Regions from separate parts of the Mus musculus genome. Here region 1 is linked to region 2. The links are chromatin contacts, called in public ChIA-PET maps. All regions are on one chromosome and are shown on one strand. The core of a region is the stretch at or near the end of the contact, and the rest is flanking DNA. Distances in the headings are between cores, read along the strand shown.

What was found. ChIA-PET counts read pairs in DNA pulled down with a chosen protein or histone mark.
Region 1: an RNA polymerase II ChIA-PET map of memory CD8 T cells shows a contact between it and region 2, with 63 read pairs. The contact joins the promoter of Mtmr14 here to the enhancer-like site in region 2. A contact is called at or near these places in 5 of 39 promoter capture datasets (the C10 cell line, the HPC-7 cell line, liver and 1 more), 2 of 484 Hi-C or Micro-C datasets (both in liver), 6 of 115 datasets of contacts at active chromatin or transcription factors (the SCID.adh cell line, bone marrow-derived macrophages, effector CD8 T cells and 2 more) and 3 of 9 other capture datasets (adipose tissue, liver and pancreatic islet).

What each region holds. Positions count from the first base shown.
Region 1 is chr6:113,233,798-113,239,491 of GRCm38.p6, reverse strand. Mtmr14 (myotubularin related protein 14) reads right to left here and starts at 1,649. Exons shown (of 19, transcript NM_026849.2): 1 at 1,371-1,649. The coding sequence starts at 1,526.
Region 2 is chr6:113,140,358-113,146,427 of GRCm38.p6, reverse strand. Setd5 (SET domain containing 5) reads right to left here. Exons shown (of 22, transcript NM_028385.1): 18 at 2,345-2,815. Among named protein-coding and RNA genes, the nearest start is that of Lhfpl4, 52 kb to the left of the region's middle. Within about 2 kb of position 4,552, at least 27 of the 459 cell types and tissues checked have an H3K27ac peak or open chromatin away from gene starts, as enhancers often do. A contact at or near this core is called in liver and memory CD8 T cells, where this site is marked.

The DNA.
Region 1 (5,694 bases), core at 400-2,899, 96 kb before region 2:
AAAACTCTAATCTTCACAGACATTCAGAGGGCAGTGAGATCCATCAAAATCACACACCTCCTATAACCACTCAAAAGATTGCCCTCGAAGTCAGCTGTGGTGGCTCACACGTGTATGTAGTCCTTGGGAGGCTAAGGCAGGAGGATTATTAGTTACAAGCCATCCTGGGATAATGACTGTGAAACCAAGCCAGGGCCACAGACAAAAAACCACGCCTCAACACACACCAAGGCTGGTGATGTAGCTCAGCTGGTAGAATGCCGGTCTGGCATGCATAAAAACCTGTGTTCAATCTCCAGCACCACAGAAACCAAGCATGAGGGTAAACACCTGTAACCCCATCACCTAGGAAGTGGAGACAGAAGGACAGGAGTGCATGACTGGCCTTGGTTGGGATAACGCATTTAAGGCTTTTCTGAACATACAGTACAAATTCTAGGGTCTGCCTCCCCAGACATTGTGCTTTAAGAGAATCTAAGACCAGAAATCTTTGTGTTTAACAAGAGCTCCAAATGATGCCAATTATAATCTGAAAGGTACTTAATTGTCTGGTCCGATAATACCACATTAGTGATCTTTCTTAGGTTGTTACTTCAGAGATTAATAGAAGATGTCTCAGCCCCTAGGTAACCTCTGGGGCCAAACCAGTTTTATGGCCCAGCACAGAGACCAACGCCAATGTGTAATGCCACACTGGGAAAGAGAAAGGGCCGGGTCTATCAGTGCTGAGGTCAGTATGCCTCGACCAGATCAGCAGCTCTCTTTTCAGGCCTGGTGACTAGGGCAGAGGGAAATTCCCGGGGTGGGGGGACAACGGACAGAGACTTCTGATAAAAGGAACAGAAAGGGAATGTGGGTTCTCTTCTTGCTCTACAGGAAAGGAAAGGGAAGGGCCTAAGTCATGCTGGTACCTTATAAGGAGGTGACACACTCCGCTGTTCTCTGGGCTCCATAATGTCACACTACTCCAGACTTCTACTCTGATCTCTGGTCCAGAGGAGTCTCTTCCCCATTTTTACTTAGATTTTAGGGGTTTTGTTTTTTGTTTTGAATCTGTTGGTAACCCCTCCTAGGCTCACGAAGGGTAGCGTTCCTATTGTCTAACCTTTGCACCTGGCCCACAACTCCGACCCTTGACCTCCAAACCCCTGTTAAAGCAACCCCCCACCCCAAAACCCACAAGGAGCTTCGGTCCTCCTCTTTGGTGTAAAGCCGGATCCTTACTCTCTGAGTCCATATCCTGGATAAGTTCCTCTCCCGTGCCTCCCCAAGGAGGTCTCATTCCAGCTCTCCTCCCATCCCGAACCACAGTCTTCCCTCGGTAACTCAGGCCAGGGACCAGTTCAGGTCGTTGCACCTTTGGGGCTCACCTTAGAGCCGCTCTTCCCGCCGCTGTCCTTGGCACGGTACTGAGTCCGGGAGAACTCCTCCAGCAGCTCCCAGAGCCCGGGCTCCTGAGGCGGCGGGCTGCCCGACGAGGCGGTGGAACCCGCCGAGGCGGCGGCGGCGGCCCGAGCACCCGCCATGCACAGCCTCGAGTCCCCTCAGGGCGCCTTCCCCCAGCCCATGGCACCTGAAGCTCGGACTCCGGCTCTAAAACCTCCTGAACCGACTCAGCCGCCGCCTTCTTCTTCCACTTCCGGCCCCGCCCCACCTCTCCGGATGTTTACTCCCGCCGCAGCCAATCAGAGCCCGGGGTTCGTGCCCGGCCCACAGGTCCCCGGCCCACCCCTGACGCGGAGGGATCCAAGTGGCCTCACGGCGGGGGCCGCGCTCCGCCCAAGGGGTTTCCCCGGGGGAAGCCGGGCTAAACCACCGCGGCTGCGGGGAGGGGAAAGGCGGGAACCATTGGCAACAAGAGAGGAAGGAACCGCCGGAGGCCTGAGTTAGTGCTGGCAGCAAGAAGACGAGAGCTGCAAGAATCAAAACAGCATTTCAAACAGCACTTCTCCACTGCTCTTATGGACGTCCCTGCCAATATAGCGTGGACCATCATCCTATTTATTTAAAAAGATTTTCTAGCTGGTGTCAGTAGGCAAACGCCAGAGGATGAAGCGTGAGAATCAGGCATTTGAGACTAGCCCAGACCACACCTTAATTTTTTAAAAATGTTTAAAAAAGTGTAGATAATAATGTTCCTTCATTTTCCTATCAGCTGCTTTCATCATAAATCAACACGTGCCAATCTCCTGCTCAGTTCTTCCCTGTCTAGGGAGTTGTTTGTGTATTGGGCTGGTGTTTGTTGTTTGATGTAGGTAATTATTTGTGGTATAGCCAAGGCTGGCCTTGAACTCCTGACTCACCTGCCTCCACTTTCTGGGTGCTGAGAATCTCAAATATCAGTCCCAAATTCCTAGAATTGTTAGTCTCAGAAGATGTGTGTACTATCTACCCCCAAGTATTGATGTTTAGAGAGAAGGTGTTAAGGCCTCCTTCAGTATTGTATATCTGAGGGAGAATTGCTCATTTGGCCATCAGTCAGACAGTTGATTAAGCTATAACTTATGTCGAAAGAAAACTCTCAAAATGAAATTGATGCTGTGAAAACATAGTAAGTTAACATAGTGCCTAAAAGTACTCATTTTCTTAGATTTGTAAAGAAATCTAAGGAAAACACAAACCACAACCCCTGCTGACTGTCAGTCACTCTTCATGCTCAACTAGGTCCTGTCCTGAATTCTAATACTGGAAATTAGTTTTCCCTTTTGGCGATGGTCAAATAGAATCAAAATATGCATTTTTTAAAAAAATTATTATTTAGTCTCGTCTTCTAAACTGTGATGATTATTCTTGCTTCCCAACTTGGGGAAAGGACTCTTCAGTTGAGTAATTGCCTCCACCTGGTTGGCCTCTGAGCATGTCTGTGGGGCCTTTTCTTGATTGCTAATTGATGCAGAGGGAGGTATCCACTTTGGAGAGGTGGTCCTGGGTTGTAGAATAAAGCAGGCTGAGAGAGTTACAGGGATCAAGCTGGTAATCAGTGTTTATTTCTCCATGGCCTCTGCTTCACTTTCTGCCTCCAGGTTCTTGCTTGAGTTCCTGTCCTGCCTGATGGTCCTCAATGATGATGTCACTGATGTGACAGTGTGAGCTCAATAAACCTCTTCTTGGCTTGCTTTTGTTTTTATCATAGCAACAAAAGTAGAACAAACATAATGTCTCTAAGATTTTTCTAGTCAATCGCAATGGCTTACACCTGTGAGTGAAGCCTTCCGAAAGCTGAGGCAAAAAGACAAAGGAGCCATCAAGACCAGCTGTGGTACTACAGTGTGCGACTCTCAAAAAAATCTGTTGCTATGAGTTATTTTGTAGATATTTTTGGTAAATACACACACACTGTCTCACCAGCCCTACTAGTGATATCTTATTGGGCTTTAAAAAAAAAAATGCAGCCGGGTGTGGTGGCGCACGCCTTTAATCACAACACTTGAACACTTGGGAGGCAGAGGCAGGCAGATTTCTGAGTTTGAGACCAGCCTGGTCTACAGAGTGAGTTCCAGAACAGCCAGGGTTATACAGAGAAACCCTGTCTCAAAAAACAAACAAACAGACAAAAAGCAACCACCCTTCCTCCATTCCAGAGGGTCTTATGTAGCCCAGGATGGCCCCAAGGTCCCTGTGTAGCTGAGGATCACCTTATACTTCTCTGCCTCTTCCTCTTGAGGAGATACAAGCATGTAGTAACATGTCTAGTTTAGCAGTGCTAGAGACCTTTGTGAATCAAACCTAAGGCTTGAGTAGATAGGCAAACACTGTACCAACTGAACTCTACAGAGCTCCTCTTTTAATTTTGGTAACAGAATCTCACTATATTACCCAGACTGGCAATAGACTCTGCGGCTCCAAGAACCTTCCTACCCCAGGCTCTAGATAAAAACTGAATCTGGCCAAAAATCAAGCTTCTTTATATTTCAAGCTGAAATATAGAATACATACGCGTGAATACAGCCGCTTTAATTGTGACTGTTGACAAAGTATAAAATCCTCATTCGGAGGTGATCCTCCAATTATATTATCACCCCAGAAAACACCCTCGTCCTCTGCTGGTTGCTCTCACTCAGCGCCACCCCCAGACGGCCACCAACTTGCTTTCTGTCACTAGACATTCCTATAAATGGAATCAGACAACGTGTCCTCTCCTGCATCTGGCTTCTTGGGTAGAGTTAATTTTGGTTTGAATTTGCATATCCCTGATTAATGAAGCTGATCACCTTTTCCATATTTATTGCTGATTTGAATATTCTCTCTTGGGTGCTTGTAAACATCTTTTACCCATTTTTCTTTCCTCCTCCTTCCCCCCTCTTCATTTGGTTTTGTTTCTTTGGGGATCATGGGCATAGACTCACTGTGTATCCGCAGGCTGGCCCGGGATTCACTATGTAGTCCAGGATAGTGTATACCTCTCCCTCCAGCATTCAGGAAGCAGAGACAAGGGACTGAGAGTCAAAGCCTGCCTGAGATACCCAGGGAGTTCCAGGCTAACATTCAGGTGCCACCATGTCTAGTTCCCAACTGTTTTTTTAAAAATGACTTTAAAGTATTTTTGAAATGGGGTCTCATACATATCAAACTTGATAACCTTGAACTCCTGGTCTTCTGGTCTCCACTTCCTGAGAGCTGGGATTACATGCCACTCCACCTGTTCTGCAATACTGGGGTGGAACCGAGGCCTTCCTGCAAGGTAGGCAAACACTACGCCCACTGAACTACATACCAGCTCTGAGATTTTGTGCTTAGTGTAAATTAGAAGTAAAAAATCTTTTTCTTCTCAACTTCTCTCCCCCCTCCCTCTTTCTCTCTCTCCTTCTCTCCCCTCTTTCTCCCTCTCCCGCTCCCTACACACACACACACACACACACACAAAAGGTGTACTACTATTCCTATGCCCGTGATATTTCCCAATTTCCATCTAGCCCAACTGCTGTAAATTGTAAAAATCTGTCTCAGGGCTGTTTTTTGTTTTTTGTTTTGTTTTTGTTTTTTGCTGGATCTGAGCAGCTCAATAAACCCTTTTATTTTAGAGGTGCTTTAATATCAAAAGTTTTATTTTAACATTTTTTTAGAAGAATACCTAATAGATTCAAAGAAACTTATTGAAAAGTTATCACCTTTGGTTTAAGTCAGGGATGACATGTTTTTTAAATGACTACATGTGGGCATAAATGTCTTTGCATAGTCCCTTTCTTCCCATTAAGATTCCAACAAGGAAAAGTGCATAGTCTCACATATAGTTCTAACCCCTGAGAGACTGTGGCAGTAGGATTGCTCTCAGTTTGACTCCAGCTTGGGCTACAGAAGGAGAGTCTCTTAAAACTAAATTCAAATAAGTATTTCCTTTCCAGCCTTGGCCTATCGTATCAGGCACCATACTGCTGCCCAGCAAGAGCTAGATTGACATTCACAAATTCCTCCTTAGGGAGGAGTGATTGCAGCTGAGGAAGACGCTGCACCTGGAAGCACAGACAAAAGTATTATGGCCTTCGAGCCTCGAGTGCTTTGCAGTCTGGGCTACATGAATGAGTGGTTCATCTCAGGTATTCCTGCTGGTACCCTCCCAATGAGAGTGGCCAGCACCTCTGAGCCTACCTCCATCCTACACCTGCTACTCTGCACTGACACCATTCTAAGACTGACAGGTCCTGTCCCAAAGGTTGGAGAACCAGTGACCTTCAAGGCTTACAAGAGGGGAAAATT
Region 2 (6,070 bases), core at 3,303-5,802:
GCTTTAATCAAAATTTAATTAAAAAACAAAACAAAACCCCACTTATTAACTATTGTATGTAGGTCAAAGGAGAACCTGGGGAAGTGGTGTTTTCCTCTTACCGTGTGTCTTTAGGATCAAACTCAGATTTGCCAGGCTTGGCAATGTGTTTAGCCCTAAAAAATATTTTATTTACCCATATGTATGTGCTTTCAGAGGGAAGAAGGGGATGTGGGCTGCCTTAGAGCTGGAGTTATTGGTGTTTGTGACTGCTGCATATAGGTGTTAGGTCCTCTGACAGAGCTGTAAGTGCTTTTTCATGCAGAGCCATCTCTCCAGTCATCCAGTCCTTAGCTTTTTTTACTGTTAACATTTAGTACAAAAATCACAAGTGCCCAAATATTTTAGAAATATTTCTGAAACAAATTCTAACTTCAATTACTTGTATATGTAACAAATAAAACTAGAGATGCAAAGATATGTCATGTTATACAATTTCAAAGTCAGTACTGCTCATGTAAGGAAGAGCTCCATTGTCATCCTATTGTGTGCTAGTGTTTCCTTTTCCTATCCAAGGTGCTCTTAATTTTCTGCCTAAGTGTGAAATACCACAAAAATAACAGTAAAAATAATTTTGTGTGTGCCTTTTTACATATAATATTGGAGAAGTTAATAAACTTGGATAATGAACATTATTATAATTGAAATAAAGTCACGAGCCTTTATTTCTATGAGGATATAACTAGTTTCTCTGTAAGACTGTCATACATAGTATACTCAGCTTTGTGAATCCCTAACAATAAATTCATCCAAGTCACCATGACAACCCAAAAATAATCCCAAAACAATATTTAAGGGGGGAAAAGCAGCTGTTAGGTTTTTTGAGTTTTATAAGCCCCAGGCCATGGCAAGATCTCTAAGGTCTGATCTACCCACTGCTCTCTGCACCTGCTTCCTGGTGCTCCCTGGCATTGTAACTGCAGCCAGCTATCAGAACCCATCTGTACCCCAGTGTAGTATCACAGACTGACTGCGCAGGAACACCTCCCTCTTGATGCGCAGGCTGATTCCTACACATCATTTGAAATGTGGCTAAACCTACCGCCTTTCCATTTCTACCCCTCAAATAAGCGAAATAAAAGACTTCTTGTTCATTCCTTAACTTATCCTCTGCTAAGATGTGAACAACTCCTTTGGAGCAACTACAACCACTGTAATTCAGAATCTCCTAGTGCAATTTTCTAGGGAGGCTCTATTAGTGCAGACTCTAGGAGGCAATCAAATCTATCATATAATATTAACAACTAGATTGTGTAATCTGGAATCAGAATCAGGACAGTGCCTTTACTCCTTTGTTTATCTGTTGTTGTTTAACAAGTTATTTAACTAGCTTCAGTTTTCTCATGTGCAAGATAAGGACATTCCCTAATTATATAACCGCTGTGATTACAAAATGAATTACTGAAACAAAACATGGGCCTCTATGTGGCTTGGGTTGGCAAGTACTCATGAAGGTCAAAGAGGTCATCAGATCTCCTGGAGCTGGAGTTCTAAGCATTGGTAAACACTTCAGGCACTGGGAAGTCAACTTGAGTGTTTTGGAAGAATAGTATATGCTCTTAACTGATGACCCAGCTCTTTGGCCTCTGGCATAGAACTTCTCAATCCTTCTGCCTCAACATCATGAATGGGTGCTGGGATTACAAACATGAACAACTACATCTGCCTGGGAAAACACATCTGATGGTCTTAAAGCTATGCCCCAAACTGGGTTCTCTGAGTAACACAGCTTTTGGTATTCTTCCAGTGTGCTAGCCTTTCAGTTGCATACAACAGTTATGTAAAATTTGCTGTGTTTAAAAAACCTGGGATAGCTTTAGCTTTCTAATCCCACTTCAACCTCCAGAATGCTAGGTTCACAGACATGTGCCTCTAAGGCAAGCTAGATATTTGCTTTATTTGTATTTGGGATGCTAAAGATGGAAAGCCTTACTCATGGCTACACTCTTTTACTGACTGCACTTCAGTCCTGCCGGCTATTCACAACACTTTCCAGTTATACTAATAGAGTCTACTCAATTGATGAAGGCTGTGGCTGCCAAGACCGATAACTTGAGTTCAATCCCAGGACCCACATGGTGGAAGCAAAGAACTGATTCCCACAAGTAATCTGATTTCTATGTATGTGCTTTTGGCATGTTCATGCCCCCCCCCCCCCACATAAGCCAAAGAAGTAATGTAATCAAATAAAAGAACTAATTTTTACAGGTCATAGCAAAGAGTAGGACAAGTGTTATGCACTGGAGCTTAGAAAGTTCTGAATTATCTGACTAATATTCTTTAAAAGAGTAACATGAATACTTACCTTTTTCCTTTGCGGTGGGTTCTGAGGAGCAGATGGGACTCCTTCACAGGTCCTTTCACCACCAGGTGACATGGATCCCCGAGAGAGGTCTTTCATAAAGCCATGTTCATATCTGCTGGAAAAGCCTTCAGCAGGGGAACAATATCCTCCATCTAAATGTAAAGGCTTCCTGTCTCCCACCAAGGGAGACCCTCTATACAGTCCATCTGCTCGAGGCATAGCATTCAAAGGGGAGTAGGCGTACATCAAATTGAACTCTGTCCTAAACGCCTGGTCTGAGTTTCTCAGCAAGGTCTGAGGACCATCTCCACTCCTGCTTGGGAAGCCAGCCTCGGAGGTGGGAACAACAGAGGGATGAGAAGCCAGGTCAGGATGATTGCAGTTAAGCAGGGAGGGCCTATCAGCGCAGCTGTGAGTGCTGGAGTCTGGGAATCCCACTTTTGTCAAATCTAGGTCTTTTCGGTGACAAAGCTGAAATAAAAATCAACAGAGATATGGGACATGGTATAACAGAAAAAGTCAAAGGGCAAAAAGGGAATGAAGGCATCAGGCAATTCTGCAAACATGACTACTCTGCTCAGCCTTCATCACATCGTTTGACAGCATATGTGGGGCTGGCAGTGTAGCCAGGGATGTATCTGAGCCCCAAGCACACACACCACAGAAAGGTCTTAAGTTGCTGGCTTCTGATGTTATATATTATTAAATTAGTTTCAATGGAAGGTGTAAGGGAAGGTGGAGAAAAGCAGGAGGTAGTTGAAAAGCCAAGCATGGTAAATTACTCACTAGGAGAATAGCATTAAAGGTTGCAACGAATCCATTCCTTATTTACTTGTACCTTGGATTATGTTTCTCATGCAACATTCTGTCTGTTCAATTCCGTGTCCTCTGCTGTCTATCAATCTATCAAAGAACTGCTAAAGCCTACCGCCAAAAAGCATATCAAAGGCTGAAATGCACCAGTGATAAAACCGACCCATTACTGCTTATCTGTATCGCTTAACACCAACATTCCCTTAACTAGACAGATCAGTTATCAAAGCCTTTCTAATATTGAATCTTTAGCAACCCAAGACAGAGCAATCTATACTTTCCCAACAAGATGGACTCACAATACTCAGGAAGTTAACAATAAACTAGTGGAATATAATCTTTTCAGTTTCATGATGATCTACAGAATATCCTACTGACTGAGAATTTGGTGATTAGTCAGGGAGTAGGGCCCTAATTATTTTGGAAAGTGAGACTAAAGGCCAGTTAATTTTGAAAAGGTACAGAGAAAAAAAGCTCCATGTAGATTTATAGGGTTAATAATTAATTACATGTCTAAAGCTTATTATAACTGCTAACACTGAAATCATGATTTTGGATCTTTAGGGTAGGAGGGTTTCTTAGCAAAGTACTGAAATTGGTATCCTAAGAGGTATAAATCACTGCACACAAACTGTATCCCAGCCTCTGCACAAGAGAAGGTTTGTAACCCAGAGCTTGGGCTTAAGCTTCCTTACATACTTACACCCAACTAGGCACTCCAGAGGAAATGAAGGAAAGCCAGAGAACGCTGGATTCCCTAAAGGAAGCTGCTCATCTGTCACCCAAAGCCCAGACACCCAGCCGTGTGAGCTGTCAGTTTAACCCCAATTATACATTGCTGACATGATACTGAGACAGTGTCGACCAACTCCAGTTTCCTTGTTAACAGGAGGATGTTATTCATGACTTTCTCTAACAATGCTCTCATGCACATAGAATCTACATCCTCTGAAGATTCTCTTTAATGAAACTCTTCAGCCATTCCTTCTCCCAAATGACAACAAAAGCAACCCCACAACATAAAAACAGCTACTCATTTCCCCACGGTCCTGTGCAGTCAGTTTTTATATAAGATCCACTCTATTTGCTGTGAATGAGAGGCCACCCTCCAGTCCAGCCCCCTCACCCCCCAATTCAGGACCACCCTTGTGCACTCACTCTCAGCCTGCATGTGATTGAGATGGTATGGTAACTACCTCTGGTGACAGGGGCTTAGGCCTATGTGCAGGGGAACCCTCAGGGGAGGAGATGTTCTAGAGGAGGAAAAAGTATCTTGTTATTTATCTTCTCAGAGTCAAGAAGCAAAACAGAAAGTAACGATAAGCATGGCTGTTTGCCACACTTTTTAGGGAGGGATTTGGTGGTGAGGATGGTTAATGTTTATGCATATGGTAAATGTTTAACTGCAGAACTCACTTCCACAAAGTGGTTAGTTCAGCTAAATGCTTCCTGGTACCTTAGAAAGGACTTATAATGTTTCATGCTATCAATGAACACCTCAATTAGAACTCAGGAAAGAATTAGGTGAATCATTTTAGAGGGCTCACAGTGTTTCTTATGGTGGGGCACAACCTACTCCTTATTCTTCCTAGAGGAACTCTGTTTCTTCACCCCATACTTCCTCTGATTATAATCTTTCTTTTCTTTATTCTCTTACTAGCTTTAGGGGTATACCTGTGAACTATGATCAGTTCCTCTCAAGTGACTGTTATACACCTGCACACATCTAACAGAGTTAAAAATCCATTGTACTTACTGGATCACAAAACAAACAAAGCACCCTCCCACCCCAATACCATGTATATGTGTATTTTTTCTGTGACTTTCATAGGACAGAACATTTTGCTGAGGTAATACCTCTCTAACACATGGGAACTGGAGAGTGAGCTCTTGAGGTGATGGTGTGAAGGGTAACATGAAAGTGATGATAGCAGCTATGACAAGGACTCTGTACCAGGCACTGGGGAAAAGGGAAAGTTCTCAATATACAGACTATCAACAACTGAGGCCCAGAAAACAGACGTGGGCTATGCTATGCTAGGATATATAAATGGAGCTGCTTCAGCAAAACAAGGTGGATAGCAATGTTTTAGAATGGGGAGGGTGCTGGGTGTACAAAGCACAGGGCTCTTGTTTTCCTTCTTCTAGATTCTTTCCCCTCCTTCTCTGTGACTGTGTACCTCATCCCCTCAGTTCTAGATATGAACACGCTTCTTATTCAAGGTTTTTCCTTTCCACTTGGAGCTGGTTTTACTCCTGACACTTATTGATATTTCACTGCTACTTTATTTTTCACAAATTTTTAAAAATACTATTTTTACTTTAGGTGTACAAGTGGTTTGCCTTCCTGTGTGCCTGTGTAAAACATGCACACAATGCCAGGAAATGTCAGAAGAGGGCATTAAATCCCTAGAGACTAGAGTAACAGATAGCTGTGAGGAACCATATGGGTGTTATGGGAATTAAAAATTGGGTTCTCTGAAAGAATGGCCAGTGCTCTTAATGGCAGTCATCACTCTAGCCTGCATTTTAATATTTTTTTTTTAGCTTTTTTTGGTTTTGTTTTGGTTTTTTGAGACAGGGTTTCTCTGTGTAGCCCTGGCTGGCCTTGAACTCAGAAATCCACCTGTCTCTGCCTCCCGAGTGCTGGAATTAAAGGTGTGCGCCACCACGCCCAGCTCTTTTTAACGTTTAACAGACAAGTTTATTTCAACATTTTCTTCTTTCAAATAATAATTTTATGTTTAAAAAACAATATGGAAATAAAATTTGTATTATATCATCTTTCAATATATTCTTTCCTTTTAAAAGACAGGGTCTTGCTAATGTAGCTCAGAGTGGGCTCAAACTTTTGGTGTCTTCAAATAATAGATGTATACCCAAAGCACCCAACCCCCTGCTATAGTTTCTGAT